2 separate regions of the Drosophila melanogaster genome follow, and region 2 is linked to region 1. Evidence: chromatin contacts called from public Hi-C data. All regions are on one chromosome and are shown on one strand. The core of a region is the stretch at or near the end of the contact, and the rest is flanking DNA. Distances in the headings are between cores, read along the strand shown.

Region 1 (4,819 bases), core at 626-3,125:
TGTCGGCGGAAAAGCAGCGAAGTGGGCCCCACGTAATGGGGCAGCCTATCGAGATCCCATATTCCAGATCCCAGTTACCAGATACCGAATGCCAAATACCAGATAAGATCGATCCAGCCAAATGCAATTGGCCCGTGGAAAAAAGGGAACCCAAATGCACTGTAAGCCAAGATGTGGAGTTGTGCCTAAATGTTAATATTATAATATTCCTAACATTCTTTAAACTAATGTCATTCGGTTAACTGGGCCTGTAGCTAATCAACCGCTTATCTTTAAAGGTCGTTCTCGTTATCAATTTGGTATGATAACTTGAGCCATGTTATGATGTAGGCTTCGTTTAGCTATGCATCATAGATATGAGTTACTAAGAAATTAATTAATAATTCCAAATAAAAGCTTAACCGAGCGAAAATGGTGGTGATCTGTTTTATCTTTCGTTGATTGATGATTTCGAAAATCTCACAAACATTACATCATTTCATTACGTTCATATTTCCAGGAATTTTACTGTGTTCAGTATTGTCTTTTTTCAGTCAAATTATGAGAATACCAGAGTTTTCTGGGAATGCGTTTTACGCATTAGAAGTAAGTAGTGCCAATACCAATACAATACAATACAACGGTGAACCCCTTTGTAAACTGCTTCATCAACCCCTTGATGTTTTCGTCTGCTTCTTTTCTGATTTTTTTTTTTTTTTTTTTTTTTACAAATTTGTGTGCAGCATGGAAAGAGGCTTTTACTTACGTTTGGGGTAAATGGGTGGTCGGCATTTAACCGCCTCAATGCCACTGCTGCTGCTGCCGTTCATCGTGCTTATGACGCTGGCCACGCCCCCCGCCGCTGTAGCGCCCATCGTGGGCGGTTGGCTGAGCGGGAGTGGCGGGGGCGGCGGCTGATGCTTCATGGTCGCCGAGGGGGGCACATTGCCGCCGCCGAAGAGGCGACGCTGCGGTAGAAACGCCGTTTTGCCGCTTGTGTTGCAAGTTGCAGGTTGCACAATCCGGTGTTGTTTTATGTTTTTGTTGTTACTGCTGCACGTTGCCAGCTGCTAGTGCTGCCACATTAAATTGACACTAAAAGTTAATATAAAATGGGCAACTAATTTATAACATAGGTAAGTACTGAAAATATATATATTTAGTTTTATTAGCGCATATTAATCGGTTATAGTTGCGATTTTTGGGGGGATTAACTCCCACACTTTAATTACTGTTTCATATTTTTGTTTAATTGTGTTCTATATATTTTTAAACCTCACATTTCATTTGCGTGCAAGTTTGTTGTTCACTAAGGGTTAAGCTTAACAGTAACTTACGTACACATGCTTATCTAGTGCTTATCTCACTCGATGAGGTGCGAGCGGGAGGGAGGGTGGTTGGGAGGCAGGCAGGGTGGGCAGTGCGAAAGAGAGCTACTAACTGCAATATTGACTTTTTAGGGTTTCTGCACACACATATGCATAATATCAAATGCATTTGCGATTGAAAACTGCATAGTCAATGGGTGGAAAACTAACGGTGCAGCTGCTTCACCTTGACCTACACGACCACAAGTAACAGTGAGATGCACAATACACTCACACACACACACACAGCGCCAAATCACCGCTCTTACACACACGAAAAATAATAATAAAAAAAAGGCTCACGCACTTTGTTATTAACTATTTCCGTTGTTTTGGTTTCCTCTTTTTTTTTTGTGGCAAAACGGTATGAAATTTCACCGAAAAAAAAATTGTCGCGGGAAATATTCCAAACTTCTAAGGGAATATTATTTACAATAACAAATATGGTTTTCTGAGCGGAGTTTTGAAACATACACTTTCCGCGCGCTTTTACTGATGCTTCTTCACCGCCGTCGCGTCGAGATCTGATTGCAATTTAGCTCTGCTCTGCTTTTCCATTTCCAAAAACATTCGAACCGAAAATACCAGCAAAAATACCGAACAAATAATACTGCTGGATGAAAGGGTCTTACTTTGCGCCATTTCACTTCAACAACTTTATTCAAACTTGAGCCTCTAAAAGTACATTTGAACAAGAATAAAATTTGTTAAAAATAAGAATGGTATTTAATATGAGTCCATAATAATAATGATATGAGTGCCATTATCTCAAAAACTAGGTAAACATTTTTTATGGCAACTACATTTTTCCTGAAATGTCCTTAAAGAAATGTCCTACGAGTGGAGATATACCCCAAAGAGTGGGGAGTCGATTTTTCTCTAAACTTAGGTCGAACATAGATAGTTAGATCTTTTTTTTTTTAACATTTTTTGCATTTATATTGTTTAGAATTCACCTATAAATAACAAAAGAATATATAAATAAAAAACTGCCCCATGTTCGATATTCCACCGTTCCGGTCAGATATCGTAATTGTATTAATGTTGTTTTTTAAAGAAATTGTATTGTAGACCGAATAGAAACTAGGAAAATGAGAGAGTTTGTTTCTAAACAATATTGTAAAAGTAGTTTACAATATACCTAAAAAATACTGAATACGCAAACTTAGTCTCTCCAATTGTGCACACTGACACAAGCTGGCAGCTGTAAAATTGCAGCGGGTGCTCAAAATGTGCAGGCTGGCAAAAGCAGAATGTCTTGAAAACCAAAAGGTTAAAAGGCTTTTCAAGAAAATTGCTTTTAAAAATTCAAAAACTAAGGAAAAAATTACAAAAAAAATAATTTTAATCAGTGATATAAATGATTAATTGTTTCAAGAAAAACTTTCGTGACTAAAACCCTTTTTCAGCCCGATTGGAGGTCGCAGCATTGGCGGCTGGATTTCTGATTTCTGGCCTCCGTAGCACACGAACAACGCGCCACAAACTCAGTCGAACTTAAACGGCGCTGGCAATCGGACGCGTTTTCGAAAACTCGCTCTCTCTGCGATTTCATTCTGGTTTTTTGGGAAAGTGTAAGCTCGATGAGATGAAAAGAAGAATCCATTGAAACGCGTAAATCTTCCTTTGTCAATTTGTCAAGCTCGCGGCATATTTGTTTCAACAAGTTTTCAGTGCTAATTTGTTTAATCGCGTAGGCTCAAAGAGAAACTACCCAAAAAAAGAGGGAGAACTTTGTTTTGCTTTCTGTTTGTTTGCATTTTTTTTATGTGCTCGAAATTGAAGCCCGGCAATGGCAGCCGCCTGGAACAATGAAAGTTGATTGAATATTTTATGCAAATTTCCCATTGCAGAAAAAAAGGTGCGAAGAACAACGAGAACAACAACAACAACAACAACATCAACGGCAGCTGCAAGAATAATAATAGAAATTGCTGTCGAGCAGAAAACTGGAAATCCAAAGGCAGCAGCAAGAAATCAGGTGAATACCGAATACCTGTCTGTTTCTCGTGGGAAAGTTTAAGATCAAGGCCAGGGGGCCTTACCAGAATGGGCTGGATTGGGCGGACATGGGCTGGTCTGGTGGTGTGGAAATTGGGTGGGTGGTGCAGGCGCGGCCTTGCGGCCACTGCCAAGGTGAAGGTCACATTGCAGGCGAATGTCGGCGGGCCTGCACTAGCATTGTTGTTATATAAACACCTCCCACTCCACAGCCCCGCAATCCAGCAGCCAAATGGCTCACTAACCCACTGCGCATGTCGCCTCCTTCGAAGGCCATCGCATGACCTCAGGCCCCGCCACGCCCACTGGCCTCCCCGCCTACTTTTTCCGCACAGCAGGGGGCATGATGATGGGGCATGTGGTACAACATACATATGTATGTACATATCCAGGCATACTCTCACAATGTTCTCAATTCATCATACACTAGTCATTAAAATGCATCACTGATAATCGCTGAAATTCTATATGCACGCAAAGTGATAAGGATTTTACATTTATATTCTAAATTTAGCAAAGCGGTTAGTCCTCGAAGCAAGATTTTTTTGAAATAATAATTTCAAACTGTAATACTTAGCTCAACAGTATTAGAATTCATTGAATAGTATAATAATGTAACAAATGTATATATTTCATAACATTTAAATTGTTCTTCTTTATATCTGCAATTTAAATTGGACTGTCACTATTTGCTTGGCCGTAGGTGTGTGCTGCCCCTTTTCGGCAGGCTTTTAGCATTGAACTTGACAGTGGTGGTGAGCGCCTTTAACCAGTGGCTGCCCACTTTTAAGCTAACAAGGTTAGTGGGTTAACTGGCCTGCTCCACTGCTAAGACCGCTCCCGCTCCTTTCCCCCCTCCAACCTGCTCTCCACTCGCAACTCTTGAATCCCCCGTCTTCTGTCTGCTGCCTTCTTCTGCCTGCTGTCTTCTTCTGTCTGCTGTCTTTAGTTTTCTGTCTTCGGACTGCAAAGAGTCATGAGTGTTTCTCCACGCCCGGATTCGGGCAAACCCGTTACCATTAACCCGCCGATCGGCTTTGCCATCGCTCTGACCATTAAAAGCCACTTACACTGACTTTCCATGCTAATCAAAATTGAAGCCCAAAATAAGAAGAAATTTGTTTGCCGCCACGACATGTCTCGACTTTTGAATGTTTCTCTCGCGTCTCCAGTGGATTTCGAACTGGCCAGTGCAAGTGGGCAATGCGAAGTGGATGGCTTCTTGGAACTGGCACCAAAGTGGAGCTGGTGAAATTGAGCCACTCCGGCGGTGGGGAGATGATAAACTCGGCGATTTCTTATCAGGTTTGAACCACACTGAGACAAATCTGGGCATAAATGCCAATTGGGCATTGGACAAATACTTTGGTGGGCAGATACTTTTTAACTTAGCGAATAAAAGTTACGTTTAGTAAACAAAAAAAAAAAAAAAACGAAGTTATTATGTGATATATTACATTAGCGATCATATC
Region 2 (4,819 bases), core at 1,590-4,089, 57 kb after region 1:
AAAGAAAAATGAAAGAAAATCGGTGCTTCCTTTGTGTGACCAAAAAAAAGAAAATAAATAAAATAACAAGGCGGCATCGACTTTCCCCTTCCATTTATTTGCTTTCCAGTTCGAGTTACCATATTTGAACATGCCGCGCATAAATCACCGACGACCATATCATATATATACAGATAGGTTGGGAAGACCATAAATTCCCTGACTACTTGTGACAGGCGTTATAAAACGTAATGCTGTGACTTAAAAAATCATACTCATGCTAAACAGATATTAGCCATACAAACTAATACATGGAATTAGAAAATCAATTTGACTTTGCGGCTAATTGAGTGTGGCGTACTTTTGACAGCGATTTTCAGCCCCCATGTCGAAGCCAATTTATACGATTTTTTGTGCCCCGCGCTATTGACATTTAATTTGAGTTAATGGCACAGCGAACAACGCTGTAGTATTATCAAAAGTGTTGATTGGCCAGCTTTGGGTGCGATGATAACCTTGTCGCACCAAACCCCCCAAGCCACCAAACCCCCAGTCCACACCTTCCACCCACCGACCATCGCAATCAGTTGTTAAATGTGTCAACAATTTGTCGTCAACTAGTCAAAGTCACTAAAAAAAAAGTCGACAAATTGAGAACTGCAGAATGTGAATGTTTGCTTATGCAACTTCGCTTTCGAACGAGACAAACACTCCAAACATGGAAACCTAATTAATTGAGCTGGCTGAGAACATTTCTAAGATTTTAGAACACTGTGATGCAAATAAATGTAGCTTTTCCTGTGTATTTCCCAACCATTTAAATGCAAGTCAATCAAAATGTATAGGGAAATGCATTCAGAAACGTATTTACATTTTTTGCGGGAATTAGTTTTTTATTTTATAGCACATTTTAAATGGATTTCAAAACCAATTATCTGTTGAACCTATCATATTCGATCGACCAAGTCTGTAAGTCAGTCAGTCTTTGTGATCTTAGCCCTCGTATGCAAAAAGCACTCGAGCGGAATGCTGAAACCGTAAAACGTTTAACGGAAAAAGGTGCGGTTAAGGTTAGCTTTTCAAGTGTTTTTTTTTTTATAACTTTTTGTTTCGATGGACAGAAAGTGCGTAACGAGTGACGCAGACAATGGAAAAGTGACGAATGCGGGCGGAGGCGTATATTTGGTACAAAAAATACTCGTAGGAGGGAGTTTTTGGGGATTTGGTAGTCCCAATTTTGTGCGTGAGCATTACAATGGAGGATACAGCGATGAAGAATGGAGGCTTCACTTTTGCACATGCTCAAAATGCTAAATTCATAACGGTAATCCAAAAATAAGTGGGCCAAAACGGAAGAAGCAGAGAAACAGATGTGTGTACTGGGGTAAGGACAACAGGAAGTACATACTTTAAATGTCATAATTATCCACACAGTCATAAAATTATCAAAAACAAAAAATAACGGGGGAAAGATACAAGAATTTTCTTACTAAGTATTACCATCTGCTAGAATGATTTTATTATGCAATGTGTACCAAAATAATTGTTTGCGTGTAATGAAAGCAACATATTTTCAAAAACTGCAAACTAGCTAAATACGCAATCAGGCGTTAAGATCTGTAGATTTGTGCCCAAGATCAAGGTTATTTACGACGTTTTTCAATGTCACCGGCTTATTATCTCAAAATTATGAGTTCTTGTTGTTTTTTTTTTTTTTTTTTTTTGGACGTGATGCAGTGATCCTCTGATTCTTCTTCTTCTTCTTCTGCCAACGTCGACGTTCTTACGCATTAATTACGGGAATTTCGGGAAAAGGAAAAAAAATAAAAGAATTGACACGGTCGCATTTGCAGCGAATGAGGGGGGAGGAGGAGATGGCGAAGAAGAGAGAGCGACACAGAATTGTTGGTATGTCTGTTGGTCGTTCACACGAAAGAAGATCGCGATGTTCATTCATGGGAAGATTGCGAACGAAACGAATTGGTTTTTTGAATACACCGATTTTAGAAAAAGAAAGTCGATAACCTCTATACACACAATTAAAAAATAAATTTATATAAATCTAACTTGGTTTACAAATATATTCGGTTTTCATTCAGTCATTTATGTCCGTAAGTCCAACGATCTTTACACATCATCAGTCGCAAAAGGGTGATATGAAGTCCTGATCACAATACCGATCGACGTGTGAACGAAGTATCTGATCGGTTTTTTTTTATTATTTTTATTTTCTTTTTGTTTTTGCTTTGGCCACTTGCTAAACCGGTTATGCCGGCATTTCACACACACTCAAGCACACACACACTGCGACACTTTTCCACCTTCGTACAAAAACAACAACAACAAAACGGTGGCTTGAAGTGCGCTTACATTTACGCTCTCTCTCTCTCTCTGTCTCTTTCACAGGCACATACGCGATTGGAAATTCCTCTGCAGAAGGAAAATCTTAGTTTTTTACCTTTTTGTTTATAGCTCATTGGCATTCCGAAATATTTGCATCCCGCCACAATTACAAATATATTTTTTTGCAAAAACACACACTCGAAAAAAAATCAGGCAGTACACATACGCGCGAATTTTTTGGAGGTTTGCTTTGAATTCTTACGCGCTCAGCAACAACAACAACGAGAAACCGAATAAACCGCTATGTTCGCCTTCTCAATGAAAACAGGGTTGTGCGTATTTTAAATTCGAGTTCAATTATTTTGTATCCTTAACAAGAATTCAAATACCAACTTCTTATAATTTTCGCGGCGGTTTATGATTTTTTTTTTTTTTAATTTTTAAACGGCAAACGACATCCAAATCAACGGTCGTAGTTTTGTTTTGTGACGATTTTTATGGCGATGGTCACTAGTGATGGACAATCGGAGCCGCAATTGAAATCGAAAAACCATCTCTATATATCAGCGCGAAATATCGCCAACGTGGAAAACTTGGGTAAGGTGGGAAAAATTGCTATGAAATAGCAAAGACATAAACCGGAAAAGGAACTGCCAGAAAAACGTTATTCTAATTTAAAATAGCTCAAGATTATTGTGCATGTGTAATGAAATTATACCGTACATTTCAGAGTCTCGAACCCAAATAATAATAAATCATAATAATCATATTAAAAGGCACACACTTCTTTAATTTTACAACTCGACCGTCATTTTTATTTATATTTTTATGGTAAATCATTAAATTTAATACAGAAATTAGCAAAAAAAAATAAAGGACAGTCAATCATTATTCATGACACGCATTAATAAGTACAGTTAATAAATTAAACAGTAGCGTATAATTGAACTAAACTAACTGTGAGCAGCGGGCGAGACTAATTTTTAGTATGGGTTTTACGTGGTACAGACAGGGGTTTTATTTCGAGAGTACACTGCAAGAAGTCGGTCAGCGCTTCTCCCACTGTAATTTGGAAATAAATGCAATATTAATTTAAATATATAACGATTCAACTGTTCTCCATCTACGCTTTGCATTTTGTTTTTGATTTTTAGTATTTACACAGAGTTTACATTCAAGAATTACATAGATTATTTAATAATTTTTTTAATGTTTTTAATAATTTCTTTTGCATTTTTCAACACATTTTGGCGTTGTAACTTTTCCTCCGACCGGCAAACTTTGAGTTTGGCAAACAATTGTCCATAAATGGGCCTTGCACTAGGCAAACGCCGAATAATTTTAAGCGATTTAAAAAAAATTACAGTAGCACCTAATAAGTGTGGATTTTCTCTGTATTATTTTCCATGCCTGGGCTGCTGGGGGCGTGGCAGTATTGGGCAGCTATCGGCTCTACATTCTCCCCTCTTTCTCGATTCAGAACTTATAACATCGATATTTCCATATTGGCTATCACTCACATTCAATCAGTGTTCATTCATTCAGTCATTCAACTGACTCATTCACTCACTTAGCCTAGGTTCCTTTCGACTTCTTCAATTCGCTTCCTTAGTACAGATTAATATAGCACTTGCGTAACTTTCCTCGAAATTGTTGCAAAGAACAAAAACACAAAAGTCAAAAAATTATAAAAAAAAAAAAATGTGTGTGTCTGTTAAAGTTAAAAAACCTTTACGCATTAGAAAGTTCTTCATGTCGTGACTAGGCAAGTTTAAATGTGTTGTTTTCTAACAATGTTCTCCATCGTGTTTTCCAAGCAGCAGGCTGATCCCCCCAAAATATTAATATCTATATAGAGGGGATTATGCACTTGCACCTCCCGTGTCGACATCGCATGGTTTAAAACTCGACTAAGAGCTCGATTTTAGTACGTCTTAGAGCCGTTTCGTTGTTTTTAGTACGTTTTGGTTTGGTTTTAGTGCGATGTTAGAGATATTTCGTGGCTATGTTAGTTCTCTTGCTACGATCGCTGCCTTTGCTAAACTGGAGGACCTGCAGGACATCCTGGCACTCTACAGGTGCTCGTCGCCGTGGTATCCATTCCTCAGTGGCTGCCGCTCCTGCGAGTGATCCGTTGGCCGGTTGCGGTTAAAGAAGCCGCACTGTAGGGTTAAAGGAATGAGATATATTTGATTAAACACATCCATACCGGAATCACCGAGAGAAAGGGTTAACAACTCACCTTGTAGAGCAGCCAGACGAGCAGCAGGAAGATGAGGGCTCCGGCACAGGCGGCCAGTACGACGACCCACAGAGGCACCACATCGGGCACCTGAAGCGGTTCCGGTTCCGCCTTGTAGAAGATCTCGTGCGTCTTCACAATGGCATCCTTCGGCGCTCCAATGAAGGGCAGCAGTGTGACATTGGCCACCGCCAGGGTGGACACATTGAGTGGCACGTTGGAGGCCAGCTTCTCCATCGTCTTGGCCACCATGCG

Evidence for each region. Hi-C and Micro-C count contacts between places; a contact is called where the count stands out from the background.
Region 2: a Hi-C map of the Kc167 cell line shows a contact between it and region 1, with 2.4 times the contacts expected there. The contact joins the promoter of goe here to the promoter of Septin4 in region 1. A contact is called at or near these places in 33 of 107 Hi-C or Micro-C datasets (the D17-c3 cell line, the Kc167 cell line, the ML-DmBG3-c2 cell line and 13 more) and 1 of 6 datasets of contacts at active chromatin or transcription factors (the Kc167 cell line).

The regions. Positions count from the first base shown.
Region 1 is chrX:16,693,298-16,698,116 of dm6, forward strand. It overlaps Septin4 (Septin 4), which reads right to left and starts at 1,876. Exons shown (of 5, transcript NM_167530.2): 1 at 1,821-1,876; 2 at 746-1,074. The coding sequence starts at 905. It overlaps CG4678, which reads left to right and starts at 2,834. Exons shown (of 8, transcript NM_001298416.1): 1 at 2,834-2,920; 2 at 3,200-3,327.
Region 2 is chrX:16,749,071-16,753,889 of dm6, forward strand. goe (gone early) reads right to left here and starts at 2,840. Exons shown (of 11, transcript NM_132932.3): 1 at 2,438-2,840. if (inflated) reads right to left here. Exons shown (of 11, transcript NM_167544.2): 10 at 4,565-4,819; 11 at 3,119-4,484. The coding sequence ends at 4,395.